Linked DNA regions of Zea mays: all the other regions are linked to region 2. A link is a contact called in public Hi-C data. All regions are on one chromosome and are shown on one strand. Each heading gives the region's core, a stretch centred on a gene start, on an enhancer-like site or on the middle of the called end of the contact. The rest is flanking DNA. Distances are from core to core; before and after follow the strand shown.

Region 1 (2,700 bases), core at 85-2,584, 370 kb after region 2:
AAGAATATGCTAGCCATGAATGCAAATGACTCTAACATAGTAACAATTTTTAGAAGCATGTAGAACAATCAAACATATACACGCACACCAAAGGATTAATTGTTAAATCATGCAAGTGTTACCATTAAGACAAGAGCAATGAGCATACATAATTCCAGATTCCAATACATCAACGGAAATGCAAGTTGCAAAAGTCAATATGAGTTGAGAAACATAATTAAGGTAACAGCATAATTGGGGTTCAACACAATCTTTTTTCCAGGTGTTTGATACTTCGGTTATAGTTTTATTATTCTCATTGTTTTAGTTCAGTACAGATACATTTTTCCTACAAATCTAAAACTCATCAAAACCAGCAATTTACTCACATAGCAACCGTGGAAGGAAATCCAACGGCACGCGTTGACATCGCTCAGCTCCTTAATTATTCTACTCAATAACTGACTACCCACACTGTCCTCCCAGTATCCACATAGTGCAAACATGTGTAGCATCCCTTGAAAATTGAGCCCGACACCAGTTATGTAACTCGAGCTTGCTGCTATTTCACATCACCTCCAGTTTTTATTAGAAACACAACCGCGAGGGGTTCCACTGTCCCTTTTTATTCGAACCCTTTCCTCCACTGGTCATGACTCAAGAGGGTTTCTCTAGCAACCCACTTATTTAAAACTAGTGAAAGAGCATCACATGTAAATCACACATTGCCGAATCCTGTACTCTACATCAAAAAACCAACCAGCAGATAGACACAGAGCACAACTAATAAGCAGGGCTCTGCAGGAACCCCAATCTAATCAATAAATAATCTCTTGTGCTGGAACAGTCACTCGCTAAGATCGAGCAAGAGAATCCGAAGCCGGCAGACGAATCCAATAGAAGATCATGAACCCATCCCACAGCTACGTCAACCAGATTCATTCCAGTCCGGAGAAAGCACAAAGCAACGCCCTAGTAAAAGGACCGAAGCTGAACAAGAGGAAACGGGGTGTTCCGAAACGGAGCGAAGCACTTACGACGCCATTGGAGGTGTAGGTAGTGAGGGTGAACTTGTGGTCAGTCTGGTAGTCCTTGTACAGCAGATCTGCGGAAAAAGCGAACCAACAACAATAAGCAAACCAACAGAAGAGAATAAACCAGCGAACTGCACCCATGATCCCCAGAGCTTGAAAGGAATCCTTAGGACGGATACCCACCCCTGGTCTTCTTGCCGATCTCGGTGTAGAGGCCTGGCCCGACCATCTTCACGCCGGTGACGACGCGACGCGACGAGGTGTGGTGGCGTGGGGATGCTGCGGGGTGGGAGTTTGGGGGCAGGATGATTGGGAGGCGGCGGATAGGTGGAGGCGAAGCAGACGAGTGGGGGGAGAATAAAGGCGGACATAACCACGCCGTGGAGCCTGCCGTGTGGCCCCGGCTAAACCCTAGTTTATTTTCCTTCTCCTTCTGTGGGGAATTCTCCACCAGGTTCAGACTCCAGACATCTAGTACTCATCCTCAGGCTATCTTCAGCAACGTCCTTTAAATTTCATCCTCTAAAAAAATATTTTTCGTCCTTTACAGTACACTCTAAAATATTACATCCTCTATATCTCTACCATCTCCAGCAGCGTTCTCTAAATTTCCTCCTCTATATCCTATATTCTATATTTTTTGACAACTGTGGGCCCGACCCATGTTCCAATGTCGTTGCCTCCTCCTGTGAGCTCCTGGTCCCACGAGCTGCATGTGGGCCATCCTTGTCGTATCAGCACTATGCCCCTGCTGGCCGGCTGCGTAGCGGACGCACAGTGAAACGCTAAATGTAGCATGCGCAGGCAGCGTCCGGTATTTTACCGGAGGCTTTACCGTCCGTTGCTGGACCAACAAAGGAGCTCGGCGTCCTGTAAATTTGGCGTACAGAACCACATACAGGTCCTTGTTGGACACGGTCTCATGAAGTTATACACATCCCTATTTTCATACTTATATCTATTATGATATAAGATTCATCTCATACACATCCTTATTCTGATATAGGGTCTCAATGGGTCCTCATCCATGACAAGGAAAACACTATTAAATTATATTTCATATGACATTAACAGTCACACGGCACCTAACAATAATACACTACCAATAAATCTGACATTTAATAAAAAAATATGTTTAACCATACAAAACAGCAAAACACAAAAAAAAAACATATGGACTAGTGGATGGGACGGCTAGTGGCTGACCACCTAGGCTAGGTGGATGGGTGCTTAAAAGGGTTGAAAGAGATTAAGTTAGTTGAAAGAGATTGAGTTAGTTGTTGTGCTTATTATCTATTAGGACACACATTTAATTTCACTAGGTGAATATTACTCATGGTTAATTGGTTTTGGATGATTTCTTTCCAAACCCATTTCTGCTTACCTAATGGGTGAATATTTTGTCTCATATTTATACCAATGGGGAGACTTTTTGTCTGATATCCTAACCCTAATAAGGGATTTAGCATCGGTTAGCGAGTATTGGAGTCCCTATTTGAAAGGGAATTAGGCTTACACCTATTTCCTAATTGGTTTTGGTGGTTGAATTGCCCAACACAAATAATTGGACTAACTAGTTTGCTCTAGTCTATAAGTTCTACAGGTGCCAAAGGTTCACATAAGCCAATAAAAAGACCAAGAAAAGGGTTCAACAAAGAGAGCAAGGGATAACCGAAGTGTGCCCTGG
Region 2 (2,700 bases), core at 24-2,523:
CTGTACTCCTGAGTACGTGTGTATGCTTCTTTTACATTGGAACTTATGCAATTCTTTGTTCGATTGGTGAACGAATGGCTTTTGTGAACCATATGGCTTTGGGACAAATATGCATTGAACTGGATATCTATGGTTGTTGAATGAATGACTTTTGTGAGTTGTGTGGATATTAAAGGTCTTAGTTTATAAAATATTTTGTCTAATTAACTCTACCGCCGCCTACAGGCTACAGTTGAGGAAAACATTTTTTACGCTTATCTACTCCAGCTGCTCACACAAAAGACATATATATATATATATATATATATATATATATATATATATATATATATATATATATATATATATATATATATATATATATATATATATATTCTGTCATGGACATAAACATCCAACCGAGGCGACCATGCATATACTTGTTCTGTGATCGAAGAGAGCTGCACCCGTGGTCTATAGCTATTTGACACAGTAGTAATTGAAATTCACATGATGGAGCATGCGTTGGGGTTGTCGTCGCTGAACATGTTGACGAGCCGCTCCTCCTGCGGGCCGGCCGCCGTGGGTCCGCCGTAGCTGGAGGCGGGCATGACGGCGTCGACCCTGCGCACGTAGCCCGGCGGCGCCTTCCTGTCGTAGGCCGGCGCGGCGTAAGGGTGCGCGACGAGGCTGTAGGGCACGTAGGGCCAGATCTCGGCCGCCTTCTTCCCCGTGGCCTGCACCCGCTTGACCACCTTGTGAGGCTCCACGTACCCCTGCACCGTCACCTTGGACTGCTTCCGGTCGATCTCCACGGAATGCACCCCTGAAGAATTATCATGCAGGTGTCCTCGTCATCGTCAGTTGAGATATATAACGGCGAACGCGATGAAAAATTAAACGAATAAGTAGCTAGCAGTAGTGTAAATTAATTATAAAAAGACTGCTGTACCTTTCATGCGGGAGAGGGCGTTCCTGACCTTCATCTCGCAGCCGTCGCAGTCCATGCGCACCTTGAGCTCCACCGTCTGGAACTGCGTCCTCCTGTTGTACCGGCGCCGGCTGCTGCTGCTGCAGCCGCCCAGCAGGTCCGACAGGTACTCCAGCGTGCCTCCCATGGTTCAGTTAGTTCCAAAGCTACTAGCAGGAAAGGGCGCGGGGTCGAAGAAACGGTCGAGCTGATGTTCTTGAAATAGTCACCACTCACTCACTCTCTCGCTACTCACAGTCGTCGTCACAGCGCGCGCGCGCGCGCTACGCAACAGCTCTTCTCTTCTCTGAGCTAGCTAGCTCTGATGATGAATGGCAGCTAGCAAGCTAGAAGAAGGTCGCGTGTGTATATATAGCTAGCAGGCGCGGCCCCCCGGCACCATCAGCTCACTGACCTGAGCTGCTTCTTCCTTGCAGGCAGGTGAGGCCCGGTACGGTTTGTATGTGTGTGTACAGCTACAGCTAGCCTCGCCGTGTATCGATTTGTGGGCGTGACCGCCCGCGAGAAGTTTCCCCCAGATGCGCTGCCGAGTTCAGCGCAAACGGACTCCGCGGAAAAAAAGCCAGCTTTGTATAGTTGTTTACATGCCGTTTCTGCAAGGTAACTAGTAAAGACTAACAACATTTTGGGCCCATGATTGCATTGATGCCCCTAGCTCCTCCTCAACCAGTCTTCAGTTTCCTCATTCCTGGAGGCGATGATTCGATGAACCCGCGTAACAGAAAACCCTGCTCATGCATTTGCCGTGGGCTGGTTGCTCAACAACTGCTGGAGCTGGGCTGTCTCAGCTCTGTCCTCCAGCTCCAGGCTTCAGATACTAGCAAGTTGGCAGTAGGGGAGTCCCACTCCCAGCAAGGGACCGACGGGCAGGGACTCCAATCAGGGTCCGCCAACTGCCACGTTTCGTCCGCTGAGCTGTGCCGTTGTTCCCTCATCGGGTACCTGCATGTGGACCACCACTTTGCAGGTCATAGATAATTCCAGTATTAGGCCGTGATTGTAGGAGGAGGGGGTCATTTAATCTGTTATGTTTTCTTATACTAGTTGTTTGTTGGTGCGTTGCGACGGCTTATAACAATATCCACATAAACTATCCATACAAAAAATTTCAAGATTTATTATTAATTGTCTCTGCTCTCCGTATAATATTTTTTGATTTGACTAACTGATGTTATTGTTTACTCCATCCAGTATGTCTTGGTACAACACAGCCAATGAAGTTAGCGATTAGAAGAGAGTTCACAACGACTGACTGAACGAACAGAGATTATAGAATGACATAATTCCACCATACAGAGACCAAATAAGAGAAAGTTTGTTAGCTCAAGTTTCTAAAATAAGTCATATGAACTCAAACTTATAAAAAAATAGATCAAAATATAGAGTGATTGCTAAAGTCAGGCATCAATAAAAACTGGATGCGCTCCATATAAATTATTCTACTTCGTAGCAATTACTAACGTTGAAAACTAACAAATAACCTTTCTTTTTACTGTTAGTGTGACAAATCATTGTTGCTTCATCCAATTCAGCAACCTCAGACACCATGGAGTCCATTGCGCGAATGTGGTCTCAGAAACGACCTAATGCTAGCAAGAGCCAAGAACGCCGTGCCGTGTTTGGGCTGTAGCCTCGGCCCGTAGTGCTGGCCCGGCCCGACATGATTATATTTTTTATTTTACAAAAAACGTATATACATATATACAATTTATATTCAATATTAAAAACAC
Region 3 (2,700 bases), core at 3-2,502, 300 kb before region 2:
ACGTCATCCTCGTCGGCGTCGCGCATGCGGCGCATGTTGGCGCCTTGGCGTTGGCGGTCACCTCTTCCAGCTCCGGCTCCTCGCGATCGGGTCCCGGCCACCGACGACCCACGTCTCCTTGGCGATGTCCAGTGACAGCTTCATGAAGCCGGGCGCTGTGCACGTGAACGCCAGCTCCTCCTTGTCCTCCTCTGTTTCAGCGTCTCCCGGCACGCCGCCCGCGGCCCCTTTCCCTTGTTCGACCACGCCAGCCAACTGCTCACACGTCCTCCTTCTGGACATGGACAGCCCAGTCGCCGGCGCCGAGCGGCAGCGCATGAGCAGCAGCGCGTTCGGCGGCGGCGCGGACGTCGGCCCGTTCGTGCCCTCGTCCGTCTCCTTTCCCACCTGCCGCTCGACGTCTTCTCCCTGACCGAATTCCTCGTCGTACCTGGTTTCGTCTTGCTCCAGGGGCTCCTGGTCGCCTTCGAGCACCATGAGCCACTTGTAGAATACGCTGGCCGCGGCGCTCCCTCCGGCTCCGCGCTCACTTCCACGCCCCGCCGCGTCGTTGCCATTGCCGTTGCCGTCGGAGTCAACGGAGGAGTCCACGGCCGCGGCATGGAGGGAACCAAAGCAGCGTGCCTTGGACCGTAGGCTCCGGAGCGCGCCGCCTACGAACGGCAGCGCGTGCCGCCTGATCCCGAGGTTCTCGAGCCAGCCCGCCTTCTTCCTGCGGCCGTGAAGCCGCTCGATCTCCTCCATCACGGTGAGCCAGCTCCTGGCGCCGCCGGCGCCGTCGCTACTGTGCTTCGCCGCTGCCGTCGAGGCCGGCTTCACCTTCTTGGGCCGGCTGACCTTGATCTGGCCAGCGCACGTGACCTTGGGCGACTGCGGCTCCTCTTCTTCCTCCGCCCTCTGCTTCGCCTTGGACCCCCGGAACATCGGGCTACTCCCGCCGCGCACTCTCGCACCACCTGCAGCAGCGCTGGCGCCCGGCAGCTGGAGCTGGAGCTGGCGCCGGCGCGCGGCGGCTGCCTTGTCCATGGTGGCCCGAGACGGACTGCAGATGGGCTTGGGCATCAGCGCCAGGTGCTGCCGAGCGGCGAAGCAGACCAGGAGGTCCGTAGGGGCTGTGCCTCCCTTCCCACCTCCTCTCACTGACACCGCCTTCTTCATGCTGGCGATGGGTGCACTGTAGCAGGCCTGGAAATATAGAGCTTGCAGGAGCAGAAGCGGCGGCGGCTTGCTTTAGCAAGAAAGGGAGGGAGGGTCGAGGGTGAGGAGAAGCAGGCGCGCTGACAGGCAGCTTTGCGCTCGCTTTTGTTGGGTGCTACCTGCCCCGTGCTCGGCAGCTCGTACAGTTGTACGGCAGGCAGGCAGGCGGCCACTCTGTCAGCTTGAGGAGGCTCTTGCTTTTGCCATCGACGCATCGTTTTCGATTGCCGCTTTCTCGGTTTGATGTGCCCTCAGTGGAGTTCTCTCTGCCTGCAGCATTTAGGACGGCATACATTTCCTCGAGGGAGCGACAGACAAAGAGGTTGTCTCTCCTGGTGTCTTCCATAGTTTTATGATGTCATCTTTCATTGCGTTGCAAAATTGGACCATCTCAATTCCGAACAGAACAGGAGGGAACCATTTTTGATTTTTTTTTTTGAAGTTATTTGAGTTAGAAATTATTTTTAACTCTACTAGCAATCGTGCTCCTGCGTTAGAAACGGAATGTATAATTATTTACATCCTCATGTCAATGACAACTATTACAATATGCGTGTGTTACAACGACACACAATCATATTATTTAGTACCCATATAAAATAAATTTAATATTAAACTGAACGTATAGTCCACATATCAAATATTTAAACGATAAAAACAAATATCATACTTTATCTTAGCCAAAAGACGGAGAAATGTATGCGTTGAAAAGGAACCGATTTTTTTTATATGGCACTTGGTGGCTTGTCCTACATGAGCCAGCGAGGTGATACTGTGTAGGAGCGCCGCGCTACGTGTGTCATCCTATCGTGTTGGTATTGGATGGTTTCTCAAGAACCATCTACAGTATAATGGTTCATTGTTAGACGAAAAGCGGAGAAAAAGAATAGATCTACACGCTTCATAAGTCACGCACGAAACTGGTGGTTTAACACAGTAGGAGGGCTATTTGCTTTTATTAGATTTAGTTGAGCTTGCGCTAATCTTAAACAAATATAAATGAGTAAAATGCATTTCTAATCTTTAAACTTGTCGGCATGTGTCATTTTGGTCTATAAACTTTTAAAATATGAGCCTTAATCGCTGTTAGGTTATTTGTTAGGTACAAAATGATTCGCAACAAACACGGTAGCAGGTCTTTTCTTCTTCTTGCTCCGTCCATGTTGGTATGGCCCACATGTCATTTGCTTTGCATTGTTGCACCGTCTCTATTCGACTCTGTTCTTCTGCTAGCCGTCGGCTCTGTCCTCCACCATGGTGGTATGATTTTCAGTCATGTTGCCTTATTCAGTCATTTAATTAGTTTTCCAACTGATTTTAATCTGTTTCATATGTTTTTCAGACATTTTGTCTTACTCGGTGTTTATTATCTGTCCTTTAGTTTCCCAACTAATTTGAAGTCATGTCAAGTATTTTGAGACGTTTCATCTTACTTGGTGCTTGTTAATCGGCTGATGTTTAGACTTAGACATCCTAAGTCATTTCATCTGTTTTCTAGTCATT

The links. A called contact is a pair of places that touch in the nucleus more often than the background predicts.
Region 1: a contact with region 2 is called in a Hi-C map of tassel, with 2.7 times the contacts expected there. The contact joins the promoter of LOC542622 here to the promoter of LOC100285302 in region 2. A contact is called at or near these places in 3 of 25 Hi-C or Micro-C datasets (ear, leaf and tassel).
Region 3: a Hi-C map of ear shows a contact between it and region 2, with 2.6 times the contacts expected there. The contact joins the promoter of LOC100384489 here to the promoter of LOC100285302 in region 2. A contact is called at or near these places in 3 of 25 Hi-C or Micro-C datasets (ear, leaf and tassel).

What each region holds. Positions count from the first base shown.
Region 1 is chr2:181,509,665-181,512,364 of Zm-B73-REFERENCE-NAM-5.0, reverse strand. LOC542622 (voltage-dependent anion channel protein1a) reads right to left here and starts at 1,334. Exons shown (of 6, transcript NM_001112149.1): 1 at 1,197-1,334; 2 at 1,017-1,084. The coding sequence starts at 1,242.
Region 2 is chr2:181,881,620-181,884,319 of Zm-B73-REFERENCE-NAM-5.0, reverse strand. It overlaps LOC100285302 (metal ion binding protein), which reads right to left and starts at 1,273. Exons shown (of 2, transcript NM_001175031.1): 1 at 932-1,273; 2 at 395-805. The coding sequence starts at 1,097. The coding sequence ends at 486.
Region 3 is chr2:182,186,564-182,189,263 of Zm-B73-REFERENCE-NAM-5.0, reverse strand. It overlaps LOC100384489, which reads right to left and starts at 1,252. Exons shown (of 1, transcript NM_001177017.1): 1 at 1-1,252. The coding sequence starts at 1,158. The coding sequence ends at 58.